Linked DNA regions of Mus musculus: region 2 is linked to region 1. Evidence: chromatin contacts called from public Micro-C data. All regions are on one chromosome and are shown on one strand. The core of a region is the stretch at or near the end of the contact, and the rest is flanking DNA. Distances in the headings are between cores, read along the strand shown.

Region 1 (6,198 bases), core at 1,752-4,251:
TCCAGGCAGCTTGATGAGGTGCAACAGGCGCTTTTAAATACAGACCACCCCTCTCTAAGTCTCCTGCAGTGGCCAGGTACCCAGAAGGCAGAAGGAATCCACAGGACATTGCCATCCTTGTGCCTTTTTGCCTGGAGACTAAACATAAAACACCAGCTGTCTACAGGAGCGGCAAGATGTGTGCTGTCAGGATGGCATCACCATTCCTCCTGGAGCCAGGCCACAGCCACAGCCCAGCTGTGCATTGCTGTAGCGCACTATGCCGTGCATTGTCTTCTGACACTAGAAGGAAAGCGGGCTATATGAGACTCCCAGTATTTATGCAAATTCCACTCAGGGCTCTGAAGTTAGTTGAAGTCACCTGACCTCACTCACCATCACCTGGGATGTGCCTGGGTGCTGGGGGTTCACAGCCTCCTCTGAACATGCCACTGACCTAGGACGGGGCGCCAGCAGACGGTGGCTCTGCTGTCCAGGAAGTAAACTCAGATCTCAGTAAATTTTAAAACTGGGGAAACACATCAGAGCTGGGACAGGAAACTCTTGTACCACAGAGCCCATGGGAAGTACCCCAAAAACCCTGTGACAGAAAAGCACTTTATGACTTCAAACATAACAAACTGTAAAGAATTTTAGCTGACATGACAGCCCAAGGCCTTCCGAGGCTTTTCCTTCATCTGTATCCTTGCTGTAACAGGAAGCAGCGAGCACTTCAACCCCAGCGTACAGACCTTAGCCTGTTATTTTCTGTCCACTAAATGCTTAAGCTGCTTGCTAAATCTGTAGTTAAGTGACAGATGGGCTGCTAGAGGCCGAGGTGGCCTGTGTGTCCTTAATCCAAAGCTATCCAGTAACTCCTCCCAGGGCAGTTTAGAGCCGCTTGGAGTTGGAAGTTTTTGTGCTTCAGCCTTAAGGGGAAGCTGGATTTTTTTTTTCCCCCTTTAAGGACAGGTCATGTACCCATTCTCTAGAAACTTTTTAACAGAGCCTTCCATAAAAGCAAAGGCTCTGCAAAGCATGTTTTGGGGAACGTACAACAGAGAATTCTGAGGGCATTTATAAATATGTTCTTTAGCCACAGGCTGTAGACTCCCAAGCAGTTACACACACTAATGTTCTGGACACGGCCTTTGGACACATGCTTTTGAGCAACAAAGACCCAGCCCTAGAATCAGACTAACTGTGCTAAGATCGTGACAAGCATGGATGCATAAAGAATGTGGAGCTTGGTTTCTGGGAGAAAGATGCTTCATCCAGACTAAGTTGAGGCAGAGCATACAGAGCAGGAAGGGACAGGAACATAAAGTAGGGGGTGTGGAAACAGTGTGAGGTAAACCAGGAGATTAAGATGAGGGTAGGAACCTACCAAGATGGGGTAGAGGCAGACTAGCAAGGTCAGAACTGGAAAGAATAACTAGGAATGGGTTGTTGATGGTGATTAGGGTGGGATGTAGTAGGATGAACCAGGAGGGACTTGACTTGGGAGGGGTCCCAAATCCACACAGGCAGCAGATCCGGGAGGAAGGAAGACCCACAAGTGACAAGGGATAGAGTTGTAGGGTAGGAGGTTGTGGACTGAAACTGAGAGTAATAAAGTTCAAATATGACTGCACCCTAAGCCCTCCTGCTGGGCACAGCCCCAGGCCGTGAGGAGCAACCTGACAGCAGCAAAGACTTCAGGAAAAGCCTCACAGGCTCCAGACACAACCAGGAAAGAGGACAAGACCTGGGGGCCAATATGAGGCCTTTACTTTACACTCTCCGTGTTCAATTCTGCTGACCATCCATTCCTACGGGTGATAACTAACCCCACTGGATGCTTTGAGCAGAAACCGGTGCTTGGGAAAGTAATAATTTCAACAGACTTTACCTTAATATTATGTCTGATAGGTTACACATTTAAAAACACCATCTCCTCCTAGAGCTGGTCCCTTACAGTTGGAAATACTACTCTGCCTGTAAACCACGGAAGTCTGAAACTGTGAACTCTGCTCATTACTCAAAGAAGGGTCCCAGAAGTGACCACAGCACCACAGACCTGGCCCCTGAGTAAAAAAAGGTCCCACGTGCCGGGTCTCACGGTGAGAACCACAAGAACAGATAGCAACTGTGCCTAGATCCAGGTCCCCGCTCACTACTAGCCAGCCGCAGCGCACAGGTTCCCTCTCACGTGGGAACTATGTTGTATAAAGTTGATACCGGGCACAGGCAGCCCAAGGGAGCATCGCTAACAACCGACACAGTGTACTAGACACAGGAAACAATCTGCAAACATGGATGTGGAAATCATCCTATTGGGTTATGCCAGGGGCCCCGCGCGTCCGGTGCTCCAGATGACAATTCAGGTTCCGACACTAGGCCACGGAGACACACAGTAGGCCTCCTAGCTGTGCGGAGACGCTGGAAAGGGGCTGCCTGATGCGAGGACACCCCCCCACCCCCGCCCACCTCCAGGCCTCCTGCTGGCGGGAACCCGGGCCAGGCCTGGGATGAGGGTGCAGGGCCCAAGGGATGGAGTGCAGGGTCCAGTACCGAAACCAAAAGGGTGTAAGTCGGCGTGCACGCAGGCGGCGGGAAGCGGGACCCTGGCGCGGGTTGGAAGAGTGCTGCAGGGGAGGGGTGCGGCTCACGGAGGACCGGGCGGCGCCCAGCCCCTCCCCACCGCATCCCGAGCGCATCCTGGATAGAGTACAGCAGCGCTGCGGAGAACCCACCTGGGCCTTCTGCAGGGCGCTCAGTCGCAGCTCGTGCACGAAGGGGTTCCGCCCCGGGGGCGCTAGGCGCCGCGCGTCGCCTGCCCCAGAGCTGGAGGAGGGGGCGGCCCGCGGCCCGCGGCCCCGCAGCCTCATGGCTGCCCGCGCCTGAGCAAGGAGTAGAGCAGATGGAGCTCAGCCGACCGAGCTCAGCTGAACCGAGCCAAGCACAGAAGAGCCGAGAGCAGCAGAGCTAGCAGAGCGCGCGGGAGAGGGCCTAGGATGCGCGGCCGCCCGGAGGCGCAGGCGCGGGAGGGGCGGCGTGACGTGGGTGGGGCCAACGGGGTGCCCCGCCCAGACCGCTCTGGGCTATGAATGCGCCTGCGCGTCTTAAGGCTCCTGGACTTAGGGGAATCCTGCGAATTTGCATGTGTAGGGAGACCTTAAATTTTGGGTCGCAGGACTGAACTGGGCAGGCCCACTTCTCAGCGCAACGCTGTCCTCACAGGCAGCTTCCTTCCCCTAACCATTGTAATCCATCAGTCGCCATCGAGGGAGAAGATAGGCTAGGAGACCCTAATTTGTATCACACCATTAACTAGGACTCTAAATAGCCTTTCTGCTAAAATGTATTCATTTGACTCACTGGATGCCTTTTGTACTTTGTATCCTGTTTTAAAATAGGATACAAAGTAGCTTTCTGATCAAAATGTATACATTTGAAAAACTAAAGAAATGCCTTTTGTAGCAACACCAGGTGCTTTTATTTGTATAGCTCATAGAACACTCAACAAGCAGGTACTGGGAGACAGAGGGTCTAGCCTCAGTCACCAGACAGGAAAAAGGAGCTAAATTCTGCCTAATTCCAGATACCCTTGGCTTCCTGTCTAACCTCCCCAAAGTCCAAACTTCCTGTGGACACCAGAGCTCTCAGAGTCTCCACCACATCCTCTCACAATAGAGTGACCAGAGCCTCTGATAACTCCTGACAGAAATGTGACCAGGCTCTGTTTTGAGGAGTTGGCTAGAAGAAAAATGCTCGCACAGATCTTGTCACTTCAAAGCTTCATCTTGTATTGGACACGTGACGTTATCTTGAGATTCCCTTGTCCCCTCTGCAAAATGAGCCATGAAGCAGCGACAGTACACATAGCCTTTCCTCTGGGCTAAGAAGGCTGTGGAGATCCTTAAGGACTATGAGCAAACTTAATGTTCTTTTTTTTTTTTTTTTTTTTTTTTCAAGACAGGGTTTCTCTGTTTAGCCCTGGCTGTCCTGGAGCTCACTTTGTAGACCAGGCTGGCCTCGAACTCAGAAATCCACCTGCCTCTGCCTCCGAGTGCTGGGATTAAAGGCGTGCGCCATCACACCCGGCCTTAATGTTCTGATATGTTGTCCTGTGACCTAGATTCCACTGATTCTAGATTTTAATTCCCATTTGTTCAAGTCTCAGACACAAGAGTGTAGCATCCAAGGATCTTCAGCTCCCTGTCAAGAAAACCCCAGGGCACAAAGGCCTATCAGGCTTACAAACAGACCTTTAGAGGAAGGAAGACAGGCGGGCCAGGTGCCACCTGAAGTCTACAAGCAAAGAAGCCTGCGGGTATCCTGGGCCAGGATTTCTGTAGCCTCAAAGCTGGGTCATAGAAAGCTGTGAACATCCTGTGTAGCGGTGTTGACCCAAGTCCACATATTTTGTGGAAAGAAAATCTTTTGCAGGTGATCATGATGACTCTAATAGATTTGTCAGGACCCATCCAGTATTAGTGATGTCTTTGTGAATGGGAGATTTGAATGAGGAGACAAGGCAGAATGGGGGGTGGGGGGATGCCATGTAAGACCAAGTTTTCCTAATTGAGGATGTTCAGCCACCTGAAGCTGGAGAGAGAGCTGGGAGGACCCTTCCTTAGAGACATCAGGGAGAGCTGCCTCTACCTTGATCTTGGTCGTTTATCTTTCTGAGGTGTGAGAGGATGCAGCTGTTTTTTCATCCAGATTGTAATCAATTGTTCAGAGCCCCAGGAGGTTCACAGTACAGTATGAGTCCCTGAATGGATTAGGGAGGAACCATGTCCCAGCCCTGCAATCTAAGCAAAATGAATAGGCCAGGCAGAGTCAGTGTCCCACTCCCAGGAGAGGACTTGTCTGCACCACCTGCCCTGTTCTACCTTTGAGGAAGCCCCATCGGAAATGTGACCTGGTGGAAACCCACAGTGTATCCTTGGGCCGATGAGGCATGTTTGGAGGAAGGAAATGATTTGTTTAGAGCAGGTTTTGGTGAGACACAGAGGCCAGAAGATAACTGTCAAAAGGAAGACATTCCTGCTCACAGATCACAGGAGTGGCAGAGTGGAAACTGCAAACCCTTTTATAGCTGTACTGGCTGGAATTATTTCTTTCCCTCTCCTTCACATTTAATGTGGTAGTCTTTCACTGCCTTTGAGAGGTGGGAGTGCAGATTGCTGGTTCAGACCTTTCTTATTTAATACTGTCCATTTTCTTATAAGCACGGCTTTGTCTGCATCCCACACATGCTGGCCTGCCGGTTTTCCACTTTCCTTCAGTTTTTAATTTACTTTCTATTGTCCCTGGTGGTCTCTTTGACCCATGTGTTGTTTCATTAGCTGGATATTAATGTCCAAATATTTGGAAAGGTGCCAGGCACATTCCTGTCATTAATTTTAATAACTCCTTTGTGGTCGCAACACATAGGCTCTGTGAACACATTAGATTTGTGGCCTGTAATTATGCATTTGGGGTGGAGTGTTCTGTGAATGCTGGTGGGTTACATCGTGCATGGTCTTGTGCAGGCTCTACCTCTTCCTACACTTGTATTACTTGTTCTGTTAATTATGGAGGCAAAGCTTATTTGAGCACTTTTCTATTTTACTTCTGAATGCTTTTAGCTCTTGTCTTCTGTATTTTGCAGCATTGTCATTAGGTGCAAACATACTCAAAGGGATTGCTTCTCCACTAATCTCTTTATCATGATGGAGTCTTATGGTCATGCTTCCCCATCTTGTTAACATACTTTTCTTTTTAACCGACCTCAAAATCCAGTCCCTTTGGCATCATTATTTAGATAAATGAGATTGGTGGTTCAACCAAAAATTCTGACACTCAAGAAGCTGAGACAGGAGGAGCTCTGTGATTTTCAAAGCCAGTCTAATGTACACTGCAAGATTCTTGTTTAAAAAAAAAATACCCCCCATCCAAACCAAACCACACCACACCACACCAAACCACATCAAACCACATCAAACCAAGCCAAACCAGCAGTATTTATATCCTCTGCATCTGAGGTGCCAGCAGACTTAGAGTTAGATCTTCAGTTCTGTTGTTAGCTTTCTGATTATCTTCTCTGGCCATGCTTTGTGCTTTTTCTCTTCTGGACCAATTCAGCAGGTTTTCCTTTATCTCTTACCATTGGCTCATCGGCTTTACCTCTTCATTAACATTTTAGTATTTATTTTAGGGCTTAGTATGCATTCTCTGATGGCATTTCAA
Region 2 (6,254 bases), core at 158-2,657, 210 kb after region 1:
GAGGCACAGGGCTCTCTAAGAACAGACAGGAGTCCCAGAATCTCAGGGACCTTCAGCTAAAACAATCTTGCATAGATGCTTCATGCTGTGACTAGAAACTCTTAGGGCCCCTAAATATAAACCACCATTTAGCAGTAGCCAGACCACTTGGCTTCCTGCAGTGTGGGCAACTGATCACCTTTGGAGAGGGCTTCAAGAGATCAGAGACCGAAGGCCTGATCAGATACCAAAGGGGTGGAGCAGGGAGCAGTTAGCCCCAAGAATTGGGAGTCTAGGGTTGATAATGGCCACAGAACTGGTGAGAGCTTGTAGGAAGGCGGATCTGGCCTTGATATTCCTGCCACCACCTAAGTCCCGGCTCTCCAGAGTGATCCTCGGAGCACTTTTTAGCTACACCAAGAGCTCCGTGGGAGCTTATTCTATCCCAGAGAGAAGTTGAGTACAACACAAGGCCAAAACAGAAGCCAGGCACCAAGAAAGAGCCTTTTTGTCTGAGGCTAGGCCGGAGCTTGGGATGCCTGGGTCCACTTTGGACACTCAACTGGTGTAGGCTCAGAAAGACGCCCTAGGTGCCAGAGATGCTGCGTGGTGCGGGCACCCTCCCCTTGCCTCAGATCATTCTTTAGCAGTCAACCACTGCTCCCTTTCCTCAGCCAGTGGGGTGAGCTGCTGGGACACGCGTTGAAATTCCCGTTTGCTTCCCCCAATGCCCTCCTTTCTGGCCCTCTCTTCCTCAGCTCTCCTACTGCACCCCCACGGAACGTTCGTTCGTTCGGCGCCGCCAAAGGAAGGAAGGAGCGCACTCAGGGGGTCCAACAGCACAAGCTGTTCTATCCCTCGCAAGCCAACACGGTCCGCGGGGACCCGAGCATCCCGTACCCGGATGCCGGGTCCTTCCCATCCGCTTACCAAAAACTTGCATCAAATGCAGCGACCTCCAAAGCCTCTATCCGCTAGAAGCAAACTTTGTCCCCTCCGGCGCAAGAGCGATCCTCGCAAAGTTTGAGCAGCAGAAACAATTTCTTACCTGCGCCAGGAAAGAGCCGGCCCGCGCCGCTTAGGCGCCAGGGCCTCCGGGAGCAGCGCGCAGCCCGGGACGCACCGGGGAGTCACCGCCGCCGCTGCCGCCGCCGCCTCCGCCGCCCGCGCCCCTCGGCGGCCGCGCGGAGCCTCTGCCTCCTCCGCCTCCTCGAAAGGGGGGGAGGGGTCTCGGAACCCCGGGAGGGGGCGGGCGTGGGGACCTTGCCTACCTGCAGTGGCGCCGGGCCACTCCTGGCTGCCCGCTAGGGCTCTGCGCGGCCGCTGGGCGCGCGCGCTCCGGCGGGGAGCAAGCGACAACTAATGGAGACATTTCCAGGCGGAGCACCTGGAGAGCAGAGCGCGCCGGCGTCCCCAGGCGCCGCGGTCGTCAGCCGAGCCCGCACCGGCGTGACGTGGGCGAGCGAGCGAGTTGCTCCCACCCGGCCGCCCATTAACGCTTTCCCCCCGCGGGCGCCCAACGCTTGCCAACTTTCCCCTCCGCCCTGGCCGCGCACCGGGTGCGCGGGTGTAGGGGCTGGCATGAGGGGTTCCTGAGGGTGAGGGTTCAGGCTTGGCCTCCTCAGAATGGTTTGGCGAGAATGCCTGGGCCCTAAGAGGACAGCCCAACCCTACCAGGACAGCAGAGGACATTGGTCCCTGGTTTGATCAAATGCTTGGCCTGCCCTGTGGATCCAGAGGCCTTGGGCACGCGGACCGGTCTCTAAATGGTTTCCTTTCCTTACCCATGCTGTCTGCTTGGGAAATGTGCCTCCTCAACTCTTAGGACAGAGATTCCTCTTCGCAGACCCTACCTACTCTGCCCTCACAATGCTATCCTTGGGAGTAAAATGGGCTTTCAAGCACCCCCCCCCCCGTCACTTTTCCCGACTTTCCACACACACCACCCACTGTAATGCAGCAGTTCTGGTTCCCTTCTTGTGGTCACAATAGTCCCAACCAACCTGGCTCTTGGCTGTTTGGGCAGCAAGTCTTCCTCACAGACTTGAGCAAGAGGAATCCGTAGTCCAATTTGACAGAAACTGCTGAGGATCCCAGTAGATCTGTGACCTTTCTGGGCGGGAGCTTACTCAGGACTATCAGGATCCAGCTGGGCCTCTGACCTGGAACACAAAAGAGGACAGATGTTCACTGGTTTCTTTAGCCTGAGGCTGGAGCCCAAGACAGGAGTGGTAGGTCCAGGCTCAGAACCCCTCTCACCTCCTGTTCAGTATCAGAGCCTTTGCCTTTCGCTCCCTTGAAGACTCCTTTTGTGGACTTGCTGCCCTACAAAGGTCTCAGTATAGGAGAGAGGCCCGGTGTGAGCACCACCTGTCCAGTTAGAGCAGGAAGGGGCTGTGGCCTGTAGAGCCCCAGGGCTTCTGCAGGACACCCCTTCCTCCTGCATAGTTTTCACTTCAAAGACCCAACTTACTTCTCTTCACCCACAGCAGTTCAATGACCTTTGAGATTTGTTGGGTTAGATAACCTCGGAGAAAGTTATCTCTGATTTTTCCCCCTTTGCTCCCCCCCCACCCCTTCGGAGCTCTTTGCAGCTGCTGGAGGGGTAATTCCAAATTGCTTGCTTCCCCAGCAGCCTGTAGCTGATCTGTGGCTGCAGACCTCACCCATCCAGCAGTGCCCAGCCAGGCTGAGTTGGAGTTCCAGGGGCTGCTGTAGGTCGGATACTACTTTAATCTCTGGCTGCTTTGGAAACCTGCTAGGCCACCGGTATAGCCCCCAATAAGCTAGGAGAGGGGACCTGGATTCTGGGTCTTGTCCCTTCTGTTTCAAGCCTGGGAGGCAAATGGGGGAGGGGTTTTTATTTATTTAAGGAAGGATGGAGGCATCCATTTGGAAGGTGGGAAGACTTGTCTAATTCCAACTAGAAGGAAGTAGAGAATAGGGGCATGCCTGCTCCCAGGGAAGGAGCAGGCATTTCTGGTTTCCCCCTTGTTTTGGGGCTCTTTTTAGGGTTTGTAGGAACCTCCTTGCACTTCACTGCATAGACAGAGACGGGCCCATGGGTACCTCTCCCGTGAGCCTTAGCTTCCATTTAAAGTTAAAACAAGCAAGGTGCATGTATGTGTTCATGAGTGTTACAACCTTAGCTGACTTGACTCATTTCATGCTCACCGAGGCTTCCCAAAGTACCAGCCACAGTCTAGAAACACCATTTGCACAAATCATGGCCTGTGTTATCTTCATGACCCAGCCCACATGGGTGGCACCCATCCCCCGACCCCACCCCAGCATAGGAGTTTAATTGGAGCTCTGGAGCCTTCCATGGGAGGAAGAGCAGGTGCCATCTCCTAATTTAGAGTTCATTTGGCTGAATGCTGCTGGACTTGACCTTGCTTTGACTACCGGGTGAAGCAGCTACAGATATCAGCCACCACCTACTGTGCAAGGCAGCTTCCCTGAGCCCCCTTGATATGTTCTGCCCCCCCACCCCCTCCCCGGACTGGCACCTTGTAGAAATGATGGAAATACCCCAGGTTTTGGCTAGGGGGCCTGCAGGGAAAGTCCCTTTTCTGGCTTCAGAGTGGGTGGTCAATCTGGAAAGTGGGTCTGCAGCTTGAGGTGTATCTTCAGGGAACAGTGCTAGGAACCAGCAGGTGGGCGGCTCTGGCAGCTGACTAAGCTGATGCTGCCCACACGGCTGTGCCCCTCAGATCCTCTTTCAATCTCCCTTTTGTCTTTCCTCCTGGTGCAGCTGCCAGAGTGTGATCTGGAATGAAAGTCTCTGTGCCCCTGGGGCTTGGCCACGTGGCTGCCTCCTCCTCACCTGGACTTTGCTAGAACACGCACAGGCATCTGGGGCTGAGCCTCCAGCTGGAGCTTACAGAGGCCTGGCCCCGAAGCTGCCCAGTGTCCATCATTCTTATGTCGTCCACGGGCTTGTCCTCCTGCCCAACCCTCTTTGGGGACCCGGAGGAAAAACGTTTTGATTGGGCCAAGGGTCATCCTTGGCAGGAAGAGTCACTGAGTACTTTGGAGGCTGTCCTGATCCAGCAGAACAGCGTAGCATCTGACGAGACATGGCGACAGTGGCCAGGGACAGGATTGGTAGAACGCCGGTCAGTGCTGAGAATGACTGCATCTGGGACGGAGGAGAAACAGCTCCCAACTTAGTCTCCTCTGTTCCTTCTGGGTTATCCTTGCAGCGTCAGAACAAAACCTAGAGAGGAAAATCTAGGGTTTCCTCTTCTCCCTTCCGGACCATCAGGCTGACTCTCAGAACCCAAAATGCAGCCGTACATTTTCCAATGCGAATTTAACAATGAAAGTCTGTTAACTCAAACACTATCCATCCTTCCATAGGTTTGAGCTTGGGCTTAGTTACCAAACAGAGCCTCAGATTACAAAGACCCAGGCTGGAAAAGTCAGCCACACGAAGCTGAGTTTGAATCTTTCAGGAAGGTGCCAGCGTGGAAAGGCGTGTGTGAATAAATACCACATACACGTCTGCTCTAGCATAAAACCGAAGAGCTTCAGTAGGCAGAGAAGAAATGTACAAAGGTGGCCTGTGAGTGGACAGGTATTTGTGGATGGGGCCTCAGAAAAATTAAACAGCAGACAGATGAGGGACCTTAAGACAGGGACCTCATAGGTTTCCAGTCTGGAGGTTTCTGGAGAAAAAGTATGTACCTATGGCGATTTGAATAAGAATGTCCTCCAGAGGCTCACAGATTTGACTGCTTGGTCACCAGAGAGTGGTACTATTTCAAAGGATTAGGGGGGTTGGCCTTGTTGGGGTAGGCGTGGCCTTGTTTGAGGAAATGTGTTATGGGGGTAGGCTTTGAAGTTACAGAAGTCTCTCTCTCTCTCTCTCTCTCTCTCTCTCTCTCTCTCTCTCTCTCTCTCTCTCTCTCCCTCTCTCTCTCTCTCCTGCCAAGATCCAAATGTAGAGAACTCTCAGCTCCTTCTCCGGCCCCATGTCTATCTGCATGCTGCCATGCTCCCTGCTATGATAATAATGGACTAAACCTTCGAAACTCCAAGCAAGCCCTAGTTAAATGCTTTCTTTTATATGAGTTATATGAGTTAGCACGGTCGTTACAGCAGCAGAACACTTAAGACAGCACTGAATGGTGACAATAATAAACGGCACAGTTGCTGTCCAAGGGCTGCTACATCCACACAAGCATGCAATTGCAGGCAGAAAACAATTTGGTGACTGGGTGATGTCACCCAGTGATGTCTTCACAGGTGAGTGTGGAAATGAGAAGAGAGGATGGACACAGGAGGTTGGTCTCCTCCCGAGACCTGATCATTCATCAGACTTTCTACTTCGGGTTGGCATTTGGACCTGGTCTCTAGTGTTCCTCACCAGGGCTTCCTACCAGGTGAGGTCAAGTCAGCAATAACCAGGAAAAGCCCATGAAGCCGGAGAACATTTACAAATTGGCCTGCATTTGTGGTGGGCTGTCTAGTTCTCACTGGTATGTCCCCTTTAAGAGGTCATTTAGGGAAGTGACCAGTGACCCAAAGGCAGCCCTGAAAAGCTAAGTGCTTTTTCTGGCCAGTGGAGGGAACAGGGCAAATCCCCAGTTAAACTCAAGAGTAGCTGGAGGCAGTGACCATCGTAATGGCCACTGCTAATGACTGTGGCAGCACATCACACAAGACTGTCCCCAAGGAACACACACACACACACACACACACACACACACACACACACACACAGATGTTTCATAGTATTTTTTTTTGAAATTCAATTAATTGAAGGCCCCAGATAAAAGGAACGCATTCATAATGGCTATAAAATAACCTGAGGGGGGAGACGGAGCTGTGGAACACAACTTCAAAGCATGACAGAAATACTTCCTGTCTTACTTTAAAAGTAGCCAGATCAATGAATGAATCAGTTAAAATTACTTGTGCATTTAACAACCTTTTCATTTTCTGTTTGGAAAGGGTGAGGATTCTGCACCTATTGTCCACGATTCAGTCTTCCTGGAGGAAACTGTGGCTCGGGTTTTGGACTCCAGGTTCTCTGGCAGGAGGCTGCCTGTGTGTCTCTATTGAAACACGGGCTGGACGCAGACAGCAGAACCTGTGTTTCAAAGTTTCAGAGTCCAGAGGCATGAGCTCAGGGGGTTGGCAACAGGGTTCTTGGAGGAGCAGCTGGCTCAGGTCTCCTCTCCTTTAGTTGCTGGCAGACTTTAGAGTTCCCTCTACACTTGCTGGCCTTTCTGCCTTTGCTTTCTGTGGAACGCGCACACCGTTTTTTT

Evidence for each region. A called contact is a pair of places that touch in the nucleus more often than the background predicts.
Region 2: a contact with region 1 is called in a Micro-C map of embryonic stem cells, with 1.7 times the contacts expected there. The contact joins the promoter of Irx4 here to the promoter of Lpcat1 in region 1. A contact is called at or near these places in 1 of 39 promoter capture datasets (cranial neural crest) and 1 of 484 Hi-C or Micro-C datasets (embryonic stem cells).

Annotation. Positions count from the first base shown.
Region 1 is chr13:73,464,034-73,470,231 of GRCm38.p6, reverse strand. Lpcat1 (lysophosphatidylcholine acyltransferase 1) reads right to left here and starts at 3,001. Exons shown (of 14, transcript NM_145376.6): 1 at 2,715-3,001. The coding sequence starts at 2,849.
Region 2 is chr13:73,255,650-73,261,903 of GRCm38.p6, reverse strand. Irx4 (Iroquois homeobox 4) reads right to left here and starts at 1,407. Exons shown (of 6, transcript NM_018885.2): 1 at 1,028-1,407.